3 separate regions of the Sus scrofa genome follow, and regions 1 and 3 are each linked to region 2. The links are chromatin contacts, called in public HiChIP or PLAC-seq maps. All regions are on one chromosome and are shown on one strand. Each heading gives the region's core, a stretch centred on a gene start, on an enhancer-like site or on the middle of the called end of the contact. The rest is flanking DNA. Distances are from core to core; before and after follow the strand shown.

What was found. HiChIP or PLAC-seq counts read pairs in DNA pulled down with a chosen protein or histone mark.
Region 1: a contact with region 2 is called in an H3K27ac HiChIP or PLAC-seq map of skeletal muscle. The contact joins two enhancer-like sites. A contact is called at or near these places in 1 of 47 Hi-C or Micro-C datasets (embryonic fibroblasts) and 2 of 2 datasets of contacts at active chromatin or transcription factors (alveolar macrophages and skeletal muscle).
Region 3: an H3K27ac HiChIP or PLAC-seq map of skeletal muscle shows a contact between it and region 2, with 3 times the contacts expected there. The contact joins two enhancer-like sites. A contact is called at or near these places in 2 of 47 Hi-C or Micro-C datasets (embryonic fibroblasts and epiblast stem cells) and 1 of 2 datasets of contacts at active chromatin or transcription factors (skeletal muscle).

What each region holds. Positions count from the first base shown.
Region 1 is chr4:98,574,398-98,578,097 of Sscrofa11.1, forward strand. ADAMTSL4 (ADAMTS-like protein 4) reads right to left here. Exons shown (of 19, transcript XM_013997190.2): 19 at 3,416-3,700. Among named protein-coding and RNA genes, the nearest start is that of ADAMTSL4, 13 kb to the right of the region's middle. Within about 2 kb of position 1,869, at least 79 of the 83 cell types and tissues checked have an H3K27ac peak or open chromatin away from gene starts, as enhancers often do. A contact at or near this core is called in alveolar macrophages and skeletal muscle, where this site is marked.
Region 2 is chr4:98,317,048-98,321,014 of Sscrofa11.1, forward strand. No RefSeq gene overlaps it. Among named protein-coding and RNA genes, the nearest start is that of ARNT, 14 kb to the right of the region's middle. Within about 2 kb of position 2,139, at least 4 of the 83 cell types and tissues checked have an H3K27ac peak or open chromatin away from gene starts, as enhancers often do. A contact at or near this core is called in alveolar macrophages and skeletal muscle, where this site is marked.
Region 3 is chr4:98,637,475-98,641,389 of Sscrofa11.1, forward strand. RPRD2 (regulation of nuclear pre-mRNA domain-containing protein 2) reads right to left here. Exons shown (of 11, transcript XM_013988087.2): 11 at 3,451-3,915. Among named protein-coding and RNA genes, the nearest start is that of TARS2, 4.1 kb to the left of the region's middle. Within about 2 kb of position 2,052, at least 7 of the 83 cell types and tissues checked have an H3K27ac peak or open chromatin away from gene starts, as enhancers often do. A contact at or near this core is called in skeletal muscle, where this site is marked.

The DNA.
Region 1 (3,700 bases), core at 619-3,118, 260 kb after region 2:
TGGTATCTGCAGCTCCAATTTGACCCCTAGCCTGGAAGATTCCGTATGCTGTGTGTAAGGCCCTTAAAAAAAGAAAAGAAGACTCTTTCCCAGGGGATTCACACACAGCTCTCTGGTGCTCGCTGGGAAAATGCTGTGGTCTGCTTGGTTCCTGGCCTGAGCCACCTCTCCTTCAGCTGCTGTGGCCAGTCGGTTCCCTAGGATCAGACCACCATGGCTTGTGCATACGTTGTTTTAGACTAGTTTTGCACATTCCTCCCTCCAGCCTTGTCTACCTCCTGTCCTTTCTACCTCCAACCATGAAATGCCCTCCTCTAGAGCCTTCCCCAGTCTCCAGGGTCAAGGAGCCCAAAGTCAGATTGAAGATTGGTGCTGTCTCGTTTGAGGTTAACCCAAACTGTTTATATCTCTTGTTGACAGACTTAGACTTAGGTACTTTCCTGAGGCTTTCTACTTCCTGTAGAAGGTGCTGCTCCCCCTTTAAACTGACATCTCTTCAACATCTGCCTGTGACAAATAAGCCCCTGCTGCTCTAACTTCCCCACCCAGCGGACTCCCAGAACCAGAGATGTCAGATTGGAGAGTAGGTGATGTAGGAACCCCACCTGCACTCCACCTCCAAACTGTAATCTCTGGTCTAGCACAATTCTCCCTGCCTTAAGGAGAGGGGAGGTCTCCCTGATTCAGCTTACCCCGGTGGGGAGGGCTTCAAGTTCAAATCAAGTCTCTATTTGTAAAACTGGGGAGAAGGACAAAGCAAAAAATGAAAGAGGATCTGGTTGGAGACAGTCTGGAGGAGACCTTCTTGCCTTTTGTTCTCTAATCCCTTTGCCCTCCTACTGCGCTATCTCGGTCTACCTGGATCCCCACCTCAAGGGCTCCTACGTGGGTGTCTTAAAATTGAGACACCCCTGCCTGGGCCAGCAACTGGGGCCCTGTGCTCCACTTCACTCCTAGTTACCAGAGAGGTTGACTCTGGAGGAGTGAAGAGAACAGGTCTCCTCAGACCTGCCCCTACAGCTGTGAGCACCTGCTTGCAGGAAGGGCCCCCTCCTCCTTGGGGAAGTTTAGGAGCTAAACTTAGACTGAAGGCTGTAGCTTCACTGGGTGGGTAATTACCCTGGGTAAGCTGCCAGGGGGGAGGGGAGAGGAATTCTGACCCAGCTGAACTGACATCTCAGTTCACCCCTAAGTCCACTGATACAGAACCACAGCCGCCTTCCCCCAGCAAACACCCAGAAATGAGAAGCCCTAGCAATCTGCTGGCCTTCTGCACGCTTGATCTCTCTCGTGCACGTGAAGATTGTGCCTATCACCACCCCACCCCCACTTCAATTCTCAGGGGTCCAGTTCCTCTGAGTCCTTCCTTAAATTCCCCCCAGAGAACCAAACCTAGGGGCCCCTCCACCACATCTCCCTGACCTTGGGTTGCAGCTTCCTCTCTCCCAAGTCCCTCCAGAGGGTTTCAGAGGTCAACAAAGAGGTATCTGGCCACACTACTCCCCTCTAAGGGGCCAGGAAAAGGGGTGCTTGGGGTCAGGTTCCCCTTCCTGAAAATTTTCATACTGACCCCCATACTGACTTCAGTGACCAGAGGAAAGAACCCTTAGGGCTGCATAGAATCTTAGCTTTAAAGCCCGAGGGGAAAGGGAGCAACCCCCACTCCCACCCAGATGAAAGCCTGCATCTTGCGAAGTCAGAAGCTGGAGGCTAAGAGGGAGTTGGGGGCTCTCAGAAAGAGAAGGGAGGTCCTGAAGCTGGGGGAGCCCTAGAGGGGCTGTGGGGGCATTCCCGCCTGTGATTGGTTCTCAGGCTCAGGCCAAACTCCAAGCCCGCCCAGCAACAGCCCTGAGAGGCCCTCAGAGGGAGGAGGAACTTCGGAGAAGTCAGCTGAGCCAGGGCCACCGCCCAGCCTTCAGTTTCCAGGAATCGCTGGGAGGGCCCCAGCTCACCACACCCCTCCCCCAGGCTCAGGACTCCACCCTCAGCCCTCAGTGTCCACAAGGCTGGCTTAGGCCCCACTTCCCTGGTTCCCCCCACATCTTTGATCCCCTCACAGGTTCACCAGAGAGCCGAACACATCTGACACCTTCTCTTTAGACTGAGGGCAGACACTGAGACTGGTCGTTGCCGGTACCCTCTTCCTCACTCCTCTCCCTGGACTAAAGTCAGTTTCATTTTCCTTTCCCTCAGCTTTCTTTGGCCTCCTTCCTCATCCACTCTCCTCCCAAGATGCTGTCTGGAGTCTTCCTTTTCAGCCATTTCCAACCCAGGGAAGGCCTGTGTCCCAAGGCAATGGTATGACGTCAGGGAGCTGCTAGAGCAGAAGTGGAAGGCGGCTCTGAGGTCCTTCTCAGGGTCTGGGCGTGCGTGCTCAGGGAACAGCCGTCACTGAGTCCAGCTGTTGCTGAGTCCAGCTGTTTCTGCAGGCCTTTATTTATGGTCTTAGACTTGTGGAGGTGCAGGCATGGGGGAGGGACGCTCCCAAGGGGAGAGCAGCTCCCTTCCACTGCACTCCCCCTTGGGCCCTAGGAAGTCTGCCTTCCACAAGTGGAGACCTGGACTCAAACCTCAGAAGTGTAGGGGTCAGGAGAGGACCCGTGTTATGGAAAAGGCTGCCCGCTCTCCCAGCACCTCCAGCAGGCTATTTACCTTGAGAGTAGCTATGGGTGGGGGAGGGAGAAGGGAGGAGACGAGGGTGAGACATCTCCGAAGAATGTCTTTGGCAGGACATCCAGTACTGCCTTGGCTCCACCCTCGACTCCACCCCCGAGTCCCCTAGAGCCAGGCCAGGCTCCTCCTCCGGTTCTGCGGAGGGAAGTGGGGGTTGAAAATCATTTCCTTTCCTCCCGCCCCACGAAGAGCAATAAACCAAGAGCTTAACAGGGAAATGGATAACAGCAGAAAAAGACGAGGGAGGCAGGAGGCAGGGCCAAAGGAAGGGAACAGGAAAAAGGAGCCATGAAAAGGCAGCTGCTATCGATTATAATGGAAAAAATAAAAATCATATAAACTTAAGAAAAAAAGGCAGCTGCCATTCATTTCAGCCCCAGATGGAAAAAAGTACTATTAGATTCCAAGAGACTTTACAGAAAGACAGTCCACCAAGAAAGCCACCATAGGCCATGTTTCCTCTGCTCCAGACTCAAGGGGCGAAACTCATACCTATACTGGGGGAAGGGGTGACCTCTAGTGGTCAATGACCAAAGTGCAAGGCCCAGAGTCGGCCAGGATCCTCTCTGAAGGAGGTGCCTGGTCTCAGGTGACTGTGGCTCGTTCATTAGCATTTCTGGGCCCAAATGCTCTCCACGTGGGCTTTAGGGCCTGTTCCCCTTCCCGTCCTTCATTCTAAGCTCACACAGCTTGCTTAGCTGGCCTATATGGCTGGGTTTCCATGCAGACAATAAAGAGCCTGTTTCTCATTTGTCATAATCATTTTTAATAAAAAATAAATTAGTTCTGGGTGGGAACCACTTTAGGAGGTGGGGCACAGGGTCTAGGGTGTTTTATGCTAACCTTTCTCTTTTCCTTCCTCTGTCCAGATGGTCCCTGCTCTGGGGAAATAGTGTCTCTCTTCCTGGGGAAAGGCAGGATGGCTGACCCCCTCCCTAGCTTACTGTGAGAGGGAGGGATAAAGAGACTGGGTAATGGGAGAAGGAATCGCAGGGCGAAAAGGTGGTTCAGAAGATGTGAGGCCTGA
Region 2 (3,967 bases), core at 889-3,388:
AGTTTTTGTTTTTTTTGTTTTTTTTTTCCTGGGCATCTGAAAAGATACCCAGTTAACAGTTTTACAATATTTTGCACATATACAAATACTCTTCTTTGATATGCAGAAAAATAGCTATTTACAAAGACTTTGTTGTGTATTACTATTTCTCTTAAGCAGATAGTTATCTGAGATTTTTTTTTTTTTCCTTTTTAGGTCTGCATAGGCAGTATATGGCAGTTATCAGGATAGGGGTAGAACTAGAGCTGTAGCTGCTGGCTACAGCCACAGCCACAGCAGCCCCAGATCCAAGCCACATATGCAACCTACACCCTGGATCCTTAACTCACTAAGTGAGGCCAGGGATTGTACCAGTATTCTCATGAACACTATGTTGGGTTCTTAACCCACTGAGCCACAGTGGAAACTCCCATCAAGTTATTTTGGCTTCCCCTAATTAAATCTGAATTCCTGAACTTTGACTCAAAGGTCTCAAACTTCTCACTTACAGCTGTCAAATTCCAGGAAGCTAATTTTGCTCCTGTTAGTCTGAGGATATCTTTCCTCTCCCTTAAAAATTAACATATAACCTTATTGAAAGGAGGAAAGAAAAGAGATGATGTTGTTTTTGTTCCAAGTATGATGTGTATGTTTTTTGGCTTTTATTTTCAAGTGCAAGGATCCAATCCAGGTTTTACACGGCCTGACATTTATACACTTGGAGGTCCCTATCTTTAAGAAAAAGCATACAAGATTTTAAATACAAAATTAGTTAAAAGTTTTTAGAATGGGTAAAAAACCATAACAAATTATTGGAGACTTGGATATTCTGTTTCCATTCTTCTGAAACCTCCTAGATAAAATAGCTTTTCTTGACAGGTATAAATGACAGATAAAACAGTAAATTCAAGATCTGTTTTCCAAAGAGAAGACTTGCCCTAGAATTTTTTTAGTGGTTCTTAAGGTTTCTATTTTGAGTTGAATAGTAGTACTGCTCAGGATTAGAGTAGGGAAAAGAATCTATTGGTTTATGTAAAATTCAGTCCTGCTAAAGTAGGGAACAGAATAACAGTATTCATTTACATGACTGCAGCAATGTCAGTTCCTCTTCCACTTAACTTCCAAAAAAGATCAATCACCTTTTCCTTTCCTTGCGTTTTTTTTTCCCCATCTGTAGTACCCATATTTTTTCCATCTGTAGTACCCTATATTTTTCTTTCTTTCTTTTGCTTTTTTTTTTTTTTTTTTTTTTTTGCTTTTTTTTTTTAGGGCTCTACCTGTGGCATATGGAAGTTCCCAGGCTGGGGGTCGAACGGGAGCTACAGTTACCAGCCTTCGCCACAGCCACAGGAACACGGGATCGGAGCCATGTCTGCGACCTACACCACAGCTCATGGCAATGCTGGATCCCAGACTCACTGAGAGAGGCCAGGGATTGAACCCAAATCCTCATGGATACCAGCTAGATTAATTTCCACTGCGCCACAACGGGAACTCTGATTTCTTAAAACAAACAAAACCCCACAACCCAAACTTAAAAAGGCTCAGCTTTTTTTCCTGGCCATAAGTTTAGTCTGAAGGGAGAGGTGATGGTGAAGAAATATCATCATAAAACTTTCTTACTATAATCCTTAAAATCAAAGACATCCTCTAGCTAACAGGACTAACAGAAGTCCTCCAAATTTGCTTCAGAGCAAGACTATGCTCAAGACTTCCCTCTCAGATGAAAGTTTCACTTTGCAAAAAAAAAAAAAAAAAATCTCTAAGGAGAAAAAGCTCTTTACTTCCCTCAGACATTTCCCTAGTAGTCCCCAAACTTGCAGAAAGAAGAGTTGGAATTATTCCCATAAAAACTTCACCAGGAAGGCAGGACGGGTACTTGCCCTTTGAGAGAGAGCTATCCGAGGCTGGCTGTTGGCAGGGCAGTCTCCTACTCAGGCATATCTCTTGGCAGCCTCTCCTCTTTTCATCAGACCCTTCTTACAAAAGGAGAGTGGTTGGTGGCTCTTTCCCTTTCCCACTCCCACACTGAACTGTGATGCTTCATGAATAGTTCAACTAAAACAGGATCACGTTTCAGACACTCCCATAGTGAGTGAGAAAACGATCCCACTAGATTAAATTGGAGCCTAGATCAGTAGAAGTATATTTCCACAACACTGCCAGGGCTGGGACAGCCAAGGTTAATAGTTCATAGTAATACCTTCTAAGTGGGATCACGTGGGTGGTAGAAGATGGTTCGGTAGCCAGCTTTTCGGGTCTGTGCAATGATTCTCTGCATTAGCAGCATCCCCTGAGAAATTGCTAGAAATGTGAATTCTTGAATCTCCCATACCTGCCTTAAAGAATCAGGAACTTTGGAGGTGTCTTGTCAACAAGAACAGTGGAGCTCTAAAATCTTCCCTTTTCCTCAAGAAGAATTTTCTTAGGACATTTGAATCAGAAAAGACAAAACTATTTTACCTAGCATTAGTTATTATACACATACATATACCTTGAATGCAACATTTACTATCATTTCCTGTAAGGTTTTATTGGATTCATCACAGAAGCTTCTATAGAGTGTGTGTGTGTGTGTGTGTGTGTGTGTGTGTGTGTGTGTATACACTTGTAAGTATACAGAATATTTCTGGAGGGACATCCTCCAGGGCTTCAAGGTAAGAACTGGGAGGATTTTTTGTGGGGATATTATCTACTCAAAATTTATTTTGTTCAAGCAGATAAGTTTTCAAGGCGTTATGACACCTTGAAAAAAAGTAACTCCTGAAAGGTGTGCTGTATATTTAATACATATTCATATTTACTGATTGCCTACTAGATGTCAATCACTGTGCTAGAGGCTGGGGCAGAATGGAGAATGAGGTATAGTCCCAGGCTTCAAGCTTTTCTTTTCCCAGGTAACACGAATTATAGCAATAAAAAATATTTTCAGTTTCCAAATTTCTCTTGTCCTTGACCTTACCATCTCAAATTATGTGCAGAAGTTGAGGGACGATAAGGGTATTATCTTTTTCTTTCTAGGGTAGGAAAAACTGAAACAAAACCAGGCTTTGGGGCTCACAGTAATAGCTTCCATCTATTTAGGTTTTTTTTTTTTTGCCTTTTCTAGGGCCGCTCCCGCGGTATATGGAGGTTCCCAGGCTAGGGGACGAATCAGAGCTGTAGCCACTGGCCTATGCCAGAGCTACAGCAATGTGGGATCTGAGCTGAGTCTGCAACCTACACCACAGCTCACAGCAACGCCGGATCCTTGACCCACTGAGCAAGGCCAGGGATCGAACCCGAAACCTCATGGTTCCTAGTCAGATTCATTAACCGCTGTGCCACGATGGGAACTCCACCTTCCATCTATTTAGTGATGGACCTTGAAACAAAATTGTTATATATTTGTTTTTTATAATTACAAATGAGATGTAAACTCATATTAATTCAAACATTACAGATACACATACCAAAAGATAAAAATCTCCCATTAATCTCATTCTTCAGAGATACCTGGTTAACAGTTTGGTGAATTTCTCCAGCTTCAATTTCTGTATTTACTAAAATGTGTATTTTTATTCACAAGGTAATACTTTTTTTTTTTTTTTTTTTTTTTGTCTTTCTAGGGCCATACCCACAGCATATGGAGGTTCCCAGTACTAGAGGTTGAATTGGAGCTGTAGCCACAGGCCTATGCCTCAGCCACAGCAACTTCAGATCTGAGCCGTGTTTGCGACCTATGCCACAGCTCACAGCAACACTGGATCCTTAACCCACTGAGTGGGGCCAGGGATTGAACCCAAGTCCTCATGGATACTAGCTGGGTTCGTTACTTCTGAGCCACAGTAGGAATTCCCAAAATAATACTTATTTTGTGCTTTTTCACTTAACAGTGTATCTTGGCCAGTTTTCATTTTACTTTGTATTTTATTGCATTTTATTTTTAAAAAGCAGATTTTTAAAAGAATTTTATTATAGTTGATTTACAATGTTCCCTCGATTTCTG
Region 3 (3,915 bases), core at 802-3,301, 320 kb after region 2:
GCAAGCCAGCAAGCAAGCAGGCAAGAGCAAGCTAGCTAAGGCCAACTCATTAATTAATCACTGGTTCTTCACAACTTCTGATTTGTGAATAGCATGTCTCAGCCTCAGAATTTTAACCCATTAGCCTTCCTGGGAAGTATCTATTCCTAAAACTACTCTTACCTTCCACCAGAATATCACTGAACAACTACTGTGTGCCAAGACTCGTGCTTCACTATCTCATTTAACTCCTAGAACTCCAACAAGCAGTAGCTCTTCTTAAAACTCCCTTTAAAATATTGCAAATGACCCTCAGAGAAGTCAAGCCCCAGTCCGTCTGAATCCAAGGCCTGTTTTATGCCATGCTATGTTGTCTCTCTGGGACCAGGATAATGATGATGCCTCTTATTTGGTAGCACATCTCCCTTTTTCTCTCCAAGGCATACTGCTTGGAGCCTTTGGGGCCTAAGAGGCCTTTAATATAAGGGGGAGAGAGATCCAATAAAAAGCCAAGAAGAGGCATCTCATCAAATATTCCCTACCACACTAAGATGAGTTTATGAAATAATGCCAGATTTCACAGAAGTCTAGGGAAAGGGGAATCCTCAGGAAAGGGTATCCTAGACCTTTAATCAATTTTGGGGAATTCTCAGTTTTATTCCACTTTTAAAATAGACATCTTGTTAGCTAATGCTTTGGCTGAGGAGGCATTGTTTTTCTAATCCGTATGTAAGTATTCTACCTATATGTAAGAACTCTTTCCACTGAAGGTAAATTACATTTCCCACTTGTCATCAGGATCAACACATAACTCCAAATCTCAATTCTTAGAAGAAAAATTTCCAAGTACCAAAGAGGTAGAAAAGATAGTGGAGGTAAAAAAAGAGAAATGTAAGAAGGTAAAATATATAAAAAGATTTTTATTATTGCCACCAAAAGCTTTCGAGGTGCAAAGAACTAGCCAAGTAGCTAAAGCTATAGTTAAGTGCTATGGGGAGGTTAGGTTAAACATTTTTTTCTTGCCCTTAGTAATGAAGATCTAGGATGGGGCCAAATTTTAACTTCGCTTTAGGATGCCACAAAGGGAAAGTTCAGCCAAATCTTCAGAATAAATCAAGAGGGGAAAACGTCCTACCAGGGGCATGGGGATAAACTGAACTTCGATAACAAAGCCTTTGGGTTACCTAGAAGATGTCCCTTTTCCGAGACATCTGTTGAGTCTGTAGAAGAGAGACAAGGAAACAGCTTCCTCCAACCCTACCTTTTAAATGACCCTGGTTTGTCAGGTCCAGACCAAAGGAAAAATATATAAAGTCTCTGAAACACAAGAGCCAGGGCAGGGATGTGTCAAGTTTGACTGCTGAAGTCCAAAAAAAAAAAAAAAAAAGCAAATAGCAAAGTACTCTGAAAGCAGTCCTGTATCTAGGATTATAGAAGGCTACATACAACTATTTTCCACTACTCAATAACCAAGATTTGAAATGAATACCAATCTGTACTGCCCTTCACAATGATCAGCTTCCTAGAAAATATGGGAAGAATACTTTCTTCAATACCCCAAGAAAAATGTAGTAAGTTTCAAGTCTTCTTATCTCCTTCTTTGCACAAATTATGCAGTACAGGACTTAATTCTCAACAAGAAGGGCATACAATGGGGAAGGGAAAGGAAGTAATTTTGCTGGAACTTCCAATTTGCGAGGAACCCCAAGAGATGGACTGGTTTAGCCCACACCTTTTTAAGTCAAACACAAAAAAACTACAGCCTGTATTTGTGTTCTTCCTGTTGAGACTGCTCACTAGCCCCTCCAACCACATCTATGTTATCAATTTTTGACTCTTGCCACAGGACAGGGGGAAAAAAAGGAACCATAAGGCAACTGTGGTTCTCAACGTTACCACCCTCTCCTCAACCTTGTAACTAAGCCTTGAAGGTTTCTCCTGTCCTCCTGCCAGCAGTTAACTCAGAAATAACTTGATATTTCATTTTACATGTGCCTCTCTTTACTTCTACATGAGGGAAGGCAGAACAGGATGTTTACTTAAGAGCTAGTATCTCACTTACAGGTGTCCGTCTTGCAGCCTCAATGATTTAACTACTCAGCAATTGTGAATAGCAGCTGACTGGACCTGTCCATAGTTACTCATAAACAAGTATGAGAAACACCTCAATACCCTAAAACCCACTAAGATGGTGTTTGTTATTCTGTCTACACACATGAGGGACTAACTCGTCCCTCCTATACTAGACTGACTTAAATAAAAACAATTTCAGGGAAGTTAACATATTTTCAACATGCCCAGAAAGGCTGATGAGAAATTCCAAAAGCTATGGCTTCCTTGGGGCTGGAGACAGGTATCAGGTGGGCAAGTCAAGGTCTCAAGAAAGGAAGAAAGGGTGAGCCAGATTCCAGAAGCAGCCAGTACAGTGGTACACCCTACCTACTGGGTGTGTTCCTAGGCTGCTGCTATTTCTGAAGTATCTGGTGACACGTGTAGCTTCGCATTCAAGGCTGCTATTTAGAGTCTTCTACCCTGCCAGTGACCCGGGCCTGGTCTAGATGCAGTGACTCTCTTTACCCTTTAAGCCAACATTCCATTCACTAAGCCTCACTGGGTCATGAAAAAGGGATGGGGCAAGAGAGGAGGGTTGAGTGTGGCTTCTGTATGATAGACTATCAACATGCAAGAAGGGTAGATGTGGGCAAAGAATTGGCCAGAAGGATCCCTACCAACACCACCCCAAGTTGCTTCTTTGCTCATAACTATACGACTTTTTGAGGATATACACAAATTATCATCCACCAGTATACTCACTTCATTACCAACCACTCCCTGAACACCTCGATCTCACCCACCCATCATCTCTTTCCAAAGCTGAATTACATAAAGGATCAAACAGAAAACCCACAAGGCCATGAAGATCTTAAGAGGCTCAGATTGCCTTCAGTGACTTTGAGGGCAGAAGTCAAAGGGGACAGCTGGACAAGATAAGTGAAAGGGGAAAAGTCAACCACACAACAAAGGAAACCATACTTTATTAAACAGGAAAACAAAAACATAATATTGGGGACAAAGAGATTAAAAAAAAAAAAAAAGGAATGGCTGGAAGAGAAGAAAGTGCAAGAGGTCACAAGGAAGGGACGAGATGGGTGGTCTGTTTGCCTCAGAACTGTGCAGGCACACACACCACCCCCTCTACCCCTCACGCACTCTCAGACCAAAAGCCAACACAACTGTTATCTTCAGAGGTATATCCAGGCTTTTCTTTCTGCTTTCTGTAGCTGGTTTCACCTTCAGCCCTGGACAGTCACGTAGGGTCTTTGCTGGAGAAAATTTAAGTTTTTCCAACCACAGGCCTGTTCCACAAAGCAGAAGTTTCAGCTCCTGGAGAAGTTCTCTCCTATTTGCACTCACCAGAGAAGCCAGGGGCCCTTGGTCAAAGCCCCAAATCTCAAAGAAAAATGTCAAACCTTTAGAACTAGTTATTTTATTAAATGATATTAATACACATTTCAAAAAAGATTTCATTGTTGTTGCCTCTAAAGCATATACTCATTTTGTTTTCCACACTGAACACGTGAGAATATCAATCCAACATATCTAATTTTAATCTTAACAGGCACCCCAGCCCATTCAAAAAAGGGGGGCAGAGAGGAGAAGGAAAAAAAAAGGGAAAAGCAGTAATTTACAGCGGCTTCAAAACATTAACAGCTGAAGCTTAATTCTGCATGAACCAGTAACTTCAGGATTGATAGTGAATATTCTGCAATTAGGAAGTTTAGCATATTCACATTATCTAGATAGGTCTGCTGTACCATATATATCACAAACATTGTATTCCTGGGATCGGAAAGGATGAAAATTCTAGTCTCTGATCATTTTACCCTCCCTGGAAACAAACCAAATTCTATTTACTCTCAACTTTTGGGAGGGGAG